2 separate regions of the Zea mays genome follow, and region 1 is linked to region 2. Evidence: chromatin contacts called from public Hi-C data. All regions are on one chromosome and are shown on one strand. The core of a region is the stretch at or near the end of the contact, and the rest is flanking DNA. Distances in the headings are between cores, read along the strand shown. Region 1 holds the start of mbd105 (methyl binding domain 105). Region 2 holds the start of LOC118476683.

What was found. A called contact is a pair of places that touch in the nucleus more often than the background predicts.
Region 1: a contact with region 2 is called in a Hi-C map of ear, with 3 times the contacts expected there. The contact joins the promoter of mbd105 here to the promoter of LOC118476683 in region 2. A contact is called at or near these places in 3 of 25 Hi-C or Micro-C datasets (bundle sheath, ear and tassel).

What each region holds. Positions count from the first base shown.
Region 1 is chr3:111,781,874-111,786,054 of Zm-B73-REFERENCE-NAM-5.0, forward strand. It overlaps mbd105 (methyl binding domain 105), which reads left to right and starts at 1,289. Exons shown (of 3, transcript NM_001111704.2): 1 at 1,289-1,483. The coding sequence starts at 1,409.
Region 2 is chr3:111,426,896-111,431,626 of Zm-B73-REFERENCE-NAM-5.0, forward strand. It overlaps LOC118476683, which reads right to left and starts at 1,529. Exons shown (of 2, transcript NM_001399071.1): 1 at 1,314-1,529; 2 at 298-1,244. The coding sequence starts at 1,404. The coding sequence ends at 1,066. It overlaps LOC103652044, which reads right to left. Exons shown (of 8, transcript XM_035966576.1): 2 at 4,537-4,667; 3 at 4,372-4,453; 4 at 3,730-3,859; 5 at 3,482-3,633; 6 at 2,969-3,368; 7 at 2,396-2,877; 8 at 1,979-2,237. The coding sequence ends at 2,806.

The DNA.
Region 1 (4,181 bases), core at 39-2,538, 350 kb after region 2:
AATTGAGTTGCTAATTTGCATATAGATATATAATTCATTATGATGCGAAAACAATTTGCAAGTATGTGTGATATGTTGTTTTACTAAACGACTTGACCAATCTATATTTTCGGTACAAAACAACTAAAAATTAGTTAGCGTAGTTATAATTGATATTAAACACAAAGAAAATCATACAGAGCATCGAGGTAGCAAACTCACGTAAAAAGTAACATGGTTGGCCGGAACACGATCCGGTTTTAATTTTTCCCTATTTTTTATAACAGTCTATATTATACTTGAGTATAAAATTTAAAACAAAAAATATGTGTGTCATGTTCACTAAATAGATGCGAGTTTAAAGCAAATAACCATGGTTCAAATGTCATTCACATTTACATACTTGCACGGCTGCGCACATGCAAGCTTTGCATCGAGCGGAGACGTTTGCATACATGGTTGCATGCGCTAGTTTAGTTGCATACTTGCATGTGTGATGCGTGTGCGGGTTTAGTGCATGCGTGTAGAGGACTGCATGCGTGCAGAGGATGGAGCGGGGTACGCCTGTGGTCTACATTAACCTCTTAATAGACAGTAGAGATGAGTTTATATGATTGAAACGAGAGAGACGTGAGCGCTCGCGGTGACACGACACGGCCCACGAGGCGCGCGTGCGTTGCGCTGCGAGGCGTCCACGTCAGACGTCACCCCGCGTTCCGCCCTGCGGCCCGCAGCCCGTCACGTGCGCCGGATGCACGGCGGCCGCGCCCGCACCGATCCGTTCTATTCGGGTTATCCGCGCCGAGGTTGCCACGTGGCTGGCGCACAGCCCCCGAGGGGGCGAGAGAGAGGCTCCCTCCCGGCTGGCCGGCTTCGCCGCTCCGGTTTCCCGCTCCCGCGGACTCCACCAGTGCGAAGTTCAATCCAGTTTGCTGTCCAGCCTCTCAGTCCCGGCATCCGGCCCTCACGTTGCCTCCCCGCGCAAGGTCCACGCGGACCGTCCCGCAGCTGCTCGGGCCCCGCGCTGCCTAACGGTGCACGAACCACGCCCACGCGGCACGCGGCTGAGCCCCACGCCGTCGGCAGCGCATGGCGGTTCCCCCACGTCCGTCCCGACGCCGTGCCAACGGCCCCTCCCTCCGCGCTCTCTGCCACCCCGGTCCCACTTTTGCTTAGAACGCGCTGACCCACGCGTCAGCGTCCGGCGGCGAATGTGTCCAAGGGGTGGGGTACATTTATTTTTATCACACATTATATATATACATTATATAATAATGGAAATTAAATCCCCACGCGGCCGTCGTTTGCCCCCTCCCTCCCCACCTGCACCACCACCAACACCAACCAACAGGTGGCGAGAGCGAGAGCGAGAGCAAAGAGCTGAGCGGGACGGAGCAGCTAGCGCTAGGGATAACGCACACCCACCACCATGGCGACGCCCGGAGAGCAGCCGGCGGAGGTCGTGTCCGTCGAGATGCCCGCACCCGACGGGTGGACCAAGAAGGTAGGGGGTCACGACGACCTGCTGCCCGACCGCCTGACTGCCTGTCTCTCTGCTCGCTCGCTCGCTCGAGTTGCCTCGTCCGCGTCCAATTCGGGGGTCAATAAGCTTCCGGGGAGCGGAATTCCGGTTCCCGGCCGCTAATTCGCGCCGAGTTCTAGGGTTCCCGCGGTGCCGGTCTGGCGTTCGAGAGCCTCCCAGTTCCGGATTTGGGGCTCTAGGGTTTGCGACGCTGCCCCCGGCCTACCACCGCCATCCAGCTGGGATTCGTGGCCCCGTGAGGTTCTGGACCTCGATTTCAGCTCGGAGTAGGTGCGTCCAGAGCTCGGCCACGAGGCCCACGACTGCTTGAGCTCTCTGCTCCGTGTTGGGTGTAGGTCCGTAGGTGAGCTACGGACCCCATGCCCGGTCTGTACTGTGAAGATTCGTAACTGGGGCGCTCGATTAGGATTAGGGACTGTCGGGGGGCTAGCTGAACCGGGGGAAGATTCCTAAATCTGGCCGTGATATGTCGCTGTTTACTTTCTTTGTTTGCTCGCTGCACTACGTTTGCTGCTAGTGTCTTGCTACTTGTAGGCTGGGGCTCTTGCAATTAGGGGTGGTAGGGTTTGGCCCATCGGTTTCCAAATTTCATATTGGTCATTTGATGATTGGTTAGGAGTTACAGCTCTTTCGTTTGGACTGAAATGCTGCAGTTCCTTTTTCGTACAGAAGGTATTACTTCAGATTTAGGCGGTTGATTCTGCTTGAGTAGTTGTGTGCTTTGTAGTGAGGCTGGAATGGGGAATCCCCTTCAGCTTGGAGCTGATTCTGTCTGAGTAGTTGTGTGCTTGTAATGAGGCTGGAATGGGGAATCCCCTGCGGCTTAGAGCTATAGCAAACGCTGCCAATAGGAGCTTTAGCCTACCCATTTCGAGTTGGACCTTGTTTTCTTTATGATAGGTTATATGATCCAGTGTTTTCTTCTGTTTCGGCTTGAAATGCTTCATCCATTACTTTAGATTAATGGTTGATGTTACTTGAGTAGCAGTATGTTCGTAGTGAAAGCTGGAATGGGGAATCTCCTGCAGCTTGGAACTTTGGCAATCAGCCAGTCACTTCTACTAGAGCTTTAGCCCCTGATTTCTAATTGGATCTTCGATTGTTCGTTATTAGATGGTGGGTTAACTTTTTTTCGTCCTGACTTCCAATGCTTCAGCAATTACTTCGGATTCAGGTGGTTAGCATTGCTTTACTAGTAGTATATGTGTAGAGAATCTGGAATGGAGAATGTTCTGCAGCTTTAAGCTGTTGATTTGCTGTAATTGGGGTTTGTCCTACACAATTCCAGTTTGATGTTGATTATTAGATGATCTGTGCTTAGTGAATCTGGTCATATCATGGTCTGTGAGTTTAATTTTACTGTGGTTAGTTCCAGTATTGCTAGACCAAGTGCTTGTTGAGCTATTTCATGCAAGAAATGAAAGCTTGATGCAACAGAACACGGTGCTGCCACATTAATATGAGCTCCATCTGATCAGATGTACATGTAATATCACATGAATGCCCACTTGAAAATCTTAAATACTCAAGCTTTGAGTTTAGGCTGTTAATTTTTCATTATCGGATGTATTTTTATGGTTGTCTTAGTATCCTTTTTCAACAGGATGACAGAAAAGTGCCAAACAAACTTATTAGCCTAGGAGATACCTGTTCTGCATAGTTTAACATTATTAGTTTTTATTCCTAGCTGGAGACTGATGGTGCTTCATAGGATTTACTGTTGGTATTCTGCATTATTGGTTGTTGGGATGCATTGTTTCATGCTATTATTGGCTGCAATATCTTGTTCCTTATTGGAGGGAAGCATTGAATATCTCAGACAGTTGATATAACTTGTGGTCTAGGTGTCTAGCATGATCTATTTCTGTTTCTAGCTGGGCAAAACCGAACTTTGAATGCTGGATAAAGTTCAATGTTGGAATCATCTAAAAACAGGCTTTTATCTGGAAATAGTTCTTGTGGATTGCACCTTTAATGCCTTATGTTATCGCGTTAGTTTGACCATTTAAGATGACGTTCTAATTCTTGTTGGTTACCTATTTTTTTATTTAGTTGTTAACTGTTTGCATGCTTATCCTTCTGCTGGTCACATAGCAACCGGACACGTGGTGTTCCTAAATCAGCCACTAGGTTGGCTCTTGTTTGTTGTGTCCAATTTTTGTTATTGTTCAAACTTCCTAATACCAATAGATGTTATGATCAATTTTCTTGCATTATTTTGTGCACATTTCCATTTTTTGTTGGTTTTGCATCTCTGTTATGTTTATTAAATTAGTTTCTATATAATGTGATGTTCAAAATTAACAACATATTTGTTAACGGAAATGTATCTGAAGTGGGTGGTAAGGGTTTTAGAACACTGTATAACCCTGCTTTAGAGTTTGCTAAGGCATTCAAATTCTCCATTATAAGGCCGTTATTTTATTTCTGCTGATGACCTTCTACAAAACTAATTTTGCTAGTTAGGGCAACGACTAATATGTAAGCAGGTACTAGGTGCAAGTGTGCAAGCAGACATTTTGATCTGTTAGATCTAGATCCAACGGTATGTCATATTTAGCACTTAAACCCTTCCACCACCACCTGGTGTAGCTTTATAAAAAAAACCCTAACAAACCACAGTTGTACCCCCCGTTGGATTCAGATCTAACAGACCAAA
Region 2 (4,731 bases), core at 279-2,778:
AGAAGCTTGCTACAAATTCATTGTCTTCCACTGACCTTCGTATCATGAGTATTAGATGGCACATATTGCTGTGTTTTTAGGACAATGAAAAATTGAAAGTATGACATATGTTGTGCACCTCTATGTTGGCATTATTCTTTCATGAGGTTGTATGAACTATTGTCCTTAGTGTTGTTTAGCTCGAATGTTTTGAAACCAGATTTGCCAAAATCGAAGTAATGGTCCACATGGTGTCGTTGTTATTATTCCTGAAGTTGTGATGAATATTGAACAATGCTTCAGCAAGTTTCATCTAAACATATGCCTCCATATAAATTGTACCGATACAAAATCAAATATCAAGTTTCATCTAAATATATGCCTCCATATAAATTGTACTGATACTAAATCAAATATCAACGTGCAAGTTTTATAAGTGACAACAGAATTTGGAAAGTGACAACGTTAGAACTTAGAATGGACTGAAAAGTATGCTGATAAAAAGAAGAAAGTGTATTATCAAGTGTGTATGAGCTATTCCTTCTGTCAATTTTTGGACGTAACTTCACAAAAAAACATTAAGAAATAAAGAAAGAAGAAAACTGAAGAAACCATAAGACTCAGATGCATGTAAGAATAAGACATAAAGCATCGTATCACCTATTTGCTCGATGATATGACCAATACACGTTTTTATGCTGGGTGGATGTAGGTCAGGATGCCTTTTGCAAGCCAAGAAGCAGCAAATGCTCCTCTTTCCGACAGACCTATTTGGTCAACTGGGTAATGTCACATGATGATAAAAAAATAAAATTGTTAGTTTAATATGGTGATGGAACGTGATGCTATTATATAGGATTTATCTTGTTTGATATATTGACCTAAACCACAATGCTGAAGAGTTCATTAATTATTTTTTATGATTAAATATTACTATAGGAAGATGCTACTATCTGTAGATGACAGGCCCGAATGCGTAGAGAAGCAAAGAATGTTTTGTAAAAATATCGTTAGTAGATTAGGACAGAAGAGTCCACACGGTCTAGATACGAACGCTAGGAGCGAGGCGGAGCTCAACCGCTTGGCCTAGGGGGTAGGGGCATGGGGGAGCACCTCGGCACGGTGGAGCCAGCCGCTCGGCGCCGATGTCTGTCGGGACGTGGCGCCAGGGAGGAGCTCGGCGGTGCTCGTTGGCGGCGCGGGAGCGGAACAGGCGGAGCGCTCGGCATCAACATTCTTGGCGGGGTAGGATGGAGTTGAACATCCTGAGCGGCGACGGTCAGTCAAGGGAGGACGAAGACTGACAGGGCGATACCGCAACAGGGCAGGCTGACCTGCGGAGGTGTTCTTCGGCGTCTCCTCTGGCTTCTCCAGTGGCCGGACCTCGTCCACCAGAGTGGTCAGCATATGCTGAGCTCTCAGCATCTCCTCTGGCTTATCCGGCGCCGTGATCTGCTTCGCGGCCGGTGCTGGCTCCTTTGCAGGCTTCTCCGGCGTCCTGATCTCGTCTACCAGAGCGGTGGCCTCTCTCAGCTTGTGTTGTGGGGCTGCAGGACTCGTCAGCTTGACTGGGACCTCAGATTGTTTTTTACTCGTTCGTTCGCATTCGTCTAGAAGAGTCGGGTGGTCCACCGATGCCAAATCGTGACCGTCGATCGTGTGGAGGAAACAACCGATTTTAGTCTAGAAGCATCGTGTCGCATGGAGCTGAAAAGTATCGACCGGAAGGATCGAGACGTAGAGAACGAAGGAGCGTAGTGATGAATGAAATTACATGGACACAAGATTGTATCGTGGTCGTTGATTGGAAATCTAAGGCCTGGAAATATTTGGGCTGACGTGGATAGCCTTATAGGCACCGTTTCCGTCCAGCTTTAATAATAAAGAAACTAGTGTTTACCGCGCGCCCATGCGCGTGTGACCACATATGGGTTAAGTGTTTGGTGTGAGCAACCAGGTACATAAAATAAATTTAAACATGATATGACTATATAATACGTAGGCAAGGAACTAAAATATAAATAGATAACGTTGTTCATCCTTAATAGTTGATACCAGTTGTAGAGTGCATTTAGAGTACAATACATACTAAGTAGTATTCAACCACCATACATCAACACTTAGCAATAGTGTGCTTGCAGGTGTTAAGTCAATATGTACAGATCCATAAATAGTCTACCAGTAGGTTCATATGTACAGGGAAGCATTCATGGTCCAAAAGTGATGGTTGCTCTTGATAGGTGCGCAAAAGCAAATACCTGTGTAGGAAGGAGGGAAAAAATATTAGAGTTGTTGGAAGTTTTTTTCCGAATAGTTTGCTAATGTTGCTGTGTAAAAGGGTGAGTGGAATACATTATGTTGACTGTGTATAAGTATATTTGTGGTGTATGAATAAGGTTTGCACATGGTGTTATACCTCCATGAACTTGATGATGATCTAGGAGCTTTTCTTTTTTGGGTCTGTAAGATCTGGTGCGCCTTTGTTAGTGTGGCTATGTTTTATCCTGTATAATATTATGAATGTTGTATTAGCGTGGAAAATAAGATGTATCATTTAAAAGAAGGTCGTCGTTGGTACTGCTATTATGTTCAACTATCTTTGTAATACATACCTTTTCGGTGGTGACGATAACTCTTGGTTGTTGACTTCACTTATGTGCTGGTCATCACCATGTGATTAAGTGCATAAAATATATGAATGTAGTTTGCTATGACAAAGTGGAAGTTCATTTTGTCTTAGTTTATTTATTCTGTGGGTATTGTTTGTATCAATTTATATCTGGTATTAAAATGCAATAGATATGTACCTTTGTGAGTGCATGGAAATTAAGTATTTAGCAGTACTAAAGGTACCTCTGTGTCATGCGGCATATCTGAATATATTAGAACGCGTCGTGCCTGTTGAATAGACTTCATTAAGTTGTATGCATGAAGGAATGATATGTTTATAATAGGCTGTACATGGCAAGAAAAATAAGAAGTTTCGTACCTCGTTTTTTTCGTTGCTACAGGTAGATAGTTTTGCCATTGATGTTGCTGGAGAGTCTTGTGTGGTCGGAAGGCTAGGTATTTCATCTTGTGTATGCAACTCTTGTTGAGGATGGCTAGGCATGTTAGATGGTATGAAGGATTGTCTTCCATGATTTGTTAAAATAGACAGAATAGAGAAGACTCTATTTGTGACTGAGTAGGCTGACATATTGATGGCAACTGCAAGGGTAAATTTCAGACACACAATAGCGGCTAGGGCTGCTGGGGGACCCTGAGAAGTTGTAACTGCTGTAACAAGGTTGTCACAAGGTTTTCCTACTATTTTTCTGGCTATGCTATCAAAACAAAAGAACTCTGCTTCACATGTCCCATCAGTAGCAATGAAGCTGAGCTTGTATCTGTCAATGGAAAATATGAGTATTTCGAAGCAGCAATTAAGTTTGTAGTAAAGATAAGATTTTATCAAGATGAAATAAATGGTAGTAAATCAAGTGTGTGTGCTAAGATTTACCTAAAGTTAATATCTGTGCAGCCACATGATGTGCAGTGATATCCAGTTGAAGTTTGAGATGAAGATTTGTGGCACCTGGAGCAAGATGGGTACCACCATTTGCTGTTTTGCACAATGCGTGAGATAGTAACAGTGCATCTGTAGCCTTCTGGCTGCAGTATAAAAGAGAAAAAAGATGTACCAAGTCAGACAAACATATCGTAGATGTGTTAGATAAGTGAAATATAGGAAGATTTAGTAATGAATACGGGAAACATGTCTGGATCTATGTCGAGCAGCTCTTCAACAGTCTTGTGTTCCAAATTTGGTGGTTGAGAAACCTGGATTTCTTCTTTGGCTGCTGTGGGTTGTATTAGTTGGAGGTCATTGTTTTGCAACCTTCAATTGATGTCACAACCATGATCAAATAAGACTTAGTTCTAGTATATTTTTTTAAAGTTCCTTTTATGTTTTATATTATCATCTTTTTATAAGTGAAAGAGTGATAAGAAATACAAGCAAATATAACACTATTCAAAAAACAATTCTTTTTTGTAGATACTGATTCTAGGCATCGACGATTTTTGTTTTGCACTGTCTTTGATTTTTTTGATAGAGCAAAAGAAATGAAAGTCTTGTTTAGTTTTAGTTAATAAATAAATGTAAGTATTGAATATTTTCTAAAGAGAGAGACCAAATTGGTCTGAATGTAATATATAAAGAGGTAATGGTAAAAACAAGGTTTATGTACAATTTCATTTTAAATATTACTACTGGTAGCTTAGTATATTGTAGCTTAATAAACTGTTAGATAATTGTGGGCATAAGATTAGATAGGAGCATATTTGAAATGTGATATAAAAAATAGTGAGTGTTTGAAGGAATTGTATTCAAATTTTATTTCGTTTTACCTGTTGTAGTAGGTCTGCGCCTCAGGAATTCCAGGATTGAAGTACCATGAACTTGCTGTAGTACCACTTAGGTATGGTTGACCTACATTACATGTAGATTATGTGTTATCATATTTGTTGGAATAAATAATTCAAATGTTTTTTTTGAAAAGCTTGGATCATAACCTTTGAATCGTTTAGCAAGAAATCCAACAAGCAGTATGACAATAGGTTGGTTGCTGCTTTGATTGTAAACATCACTGATAGAAAAGTTTGATGCTTGATTTCCCCAAAGAGTAATTTTTAGAGACATGTCACTGAAGAAATAAGAACAATATAGCTAGTATGAATACACAATCTGATATAAGGATTAGTTGTGTA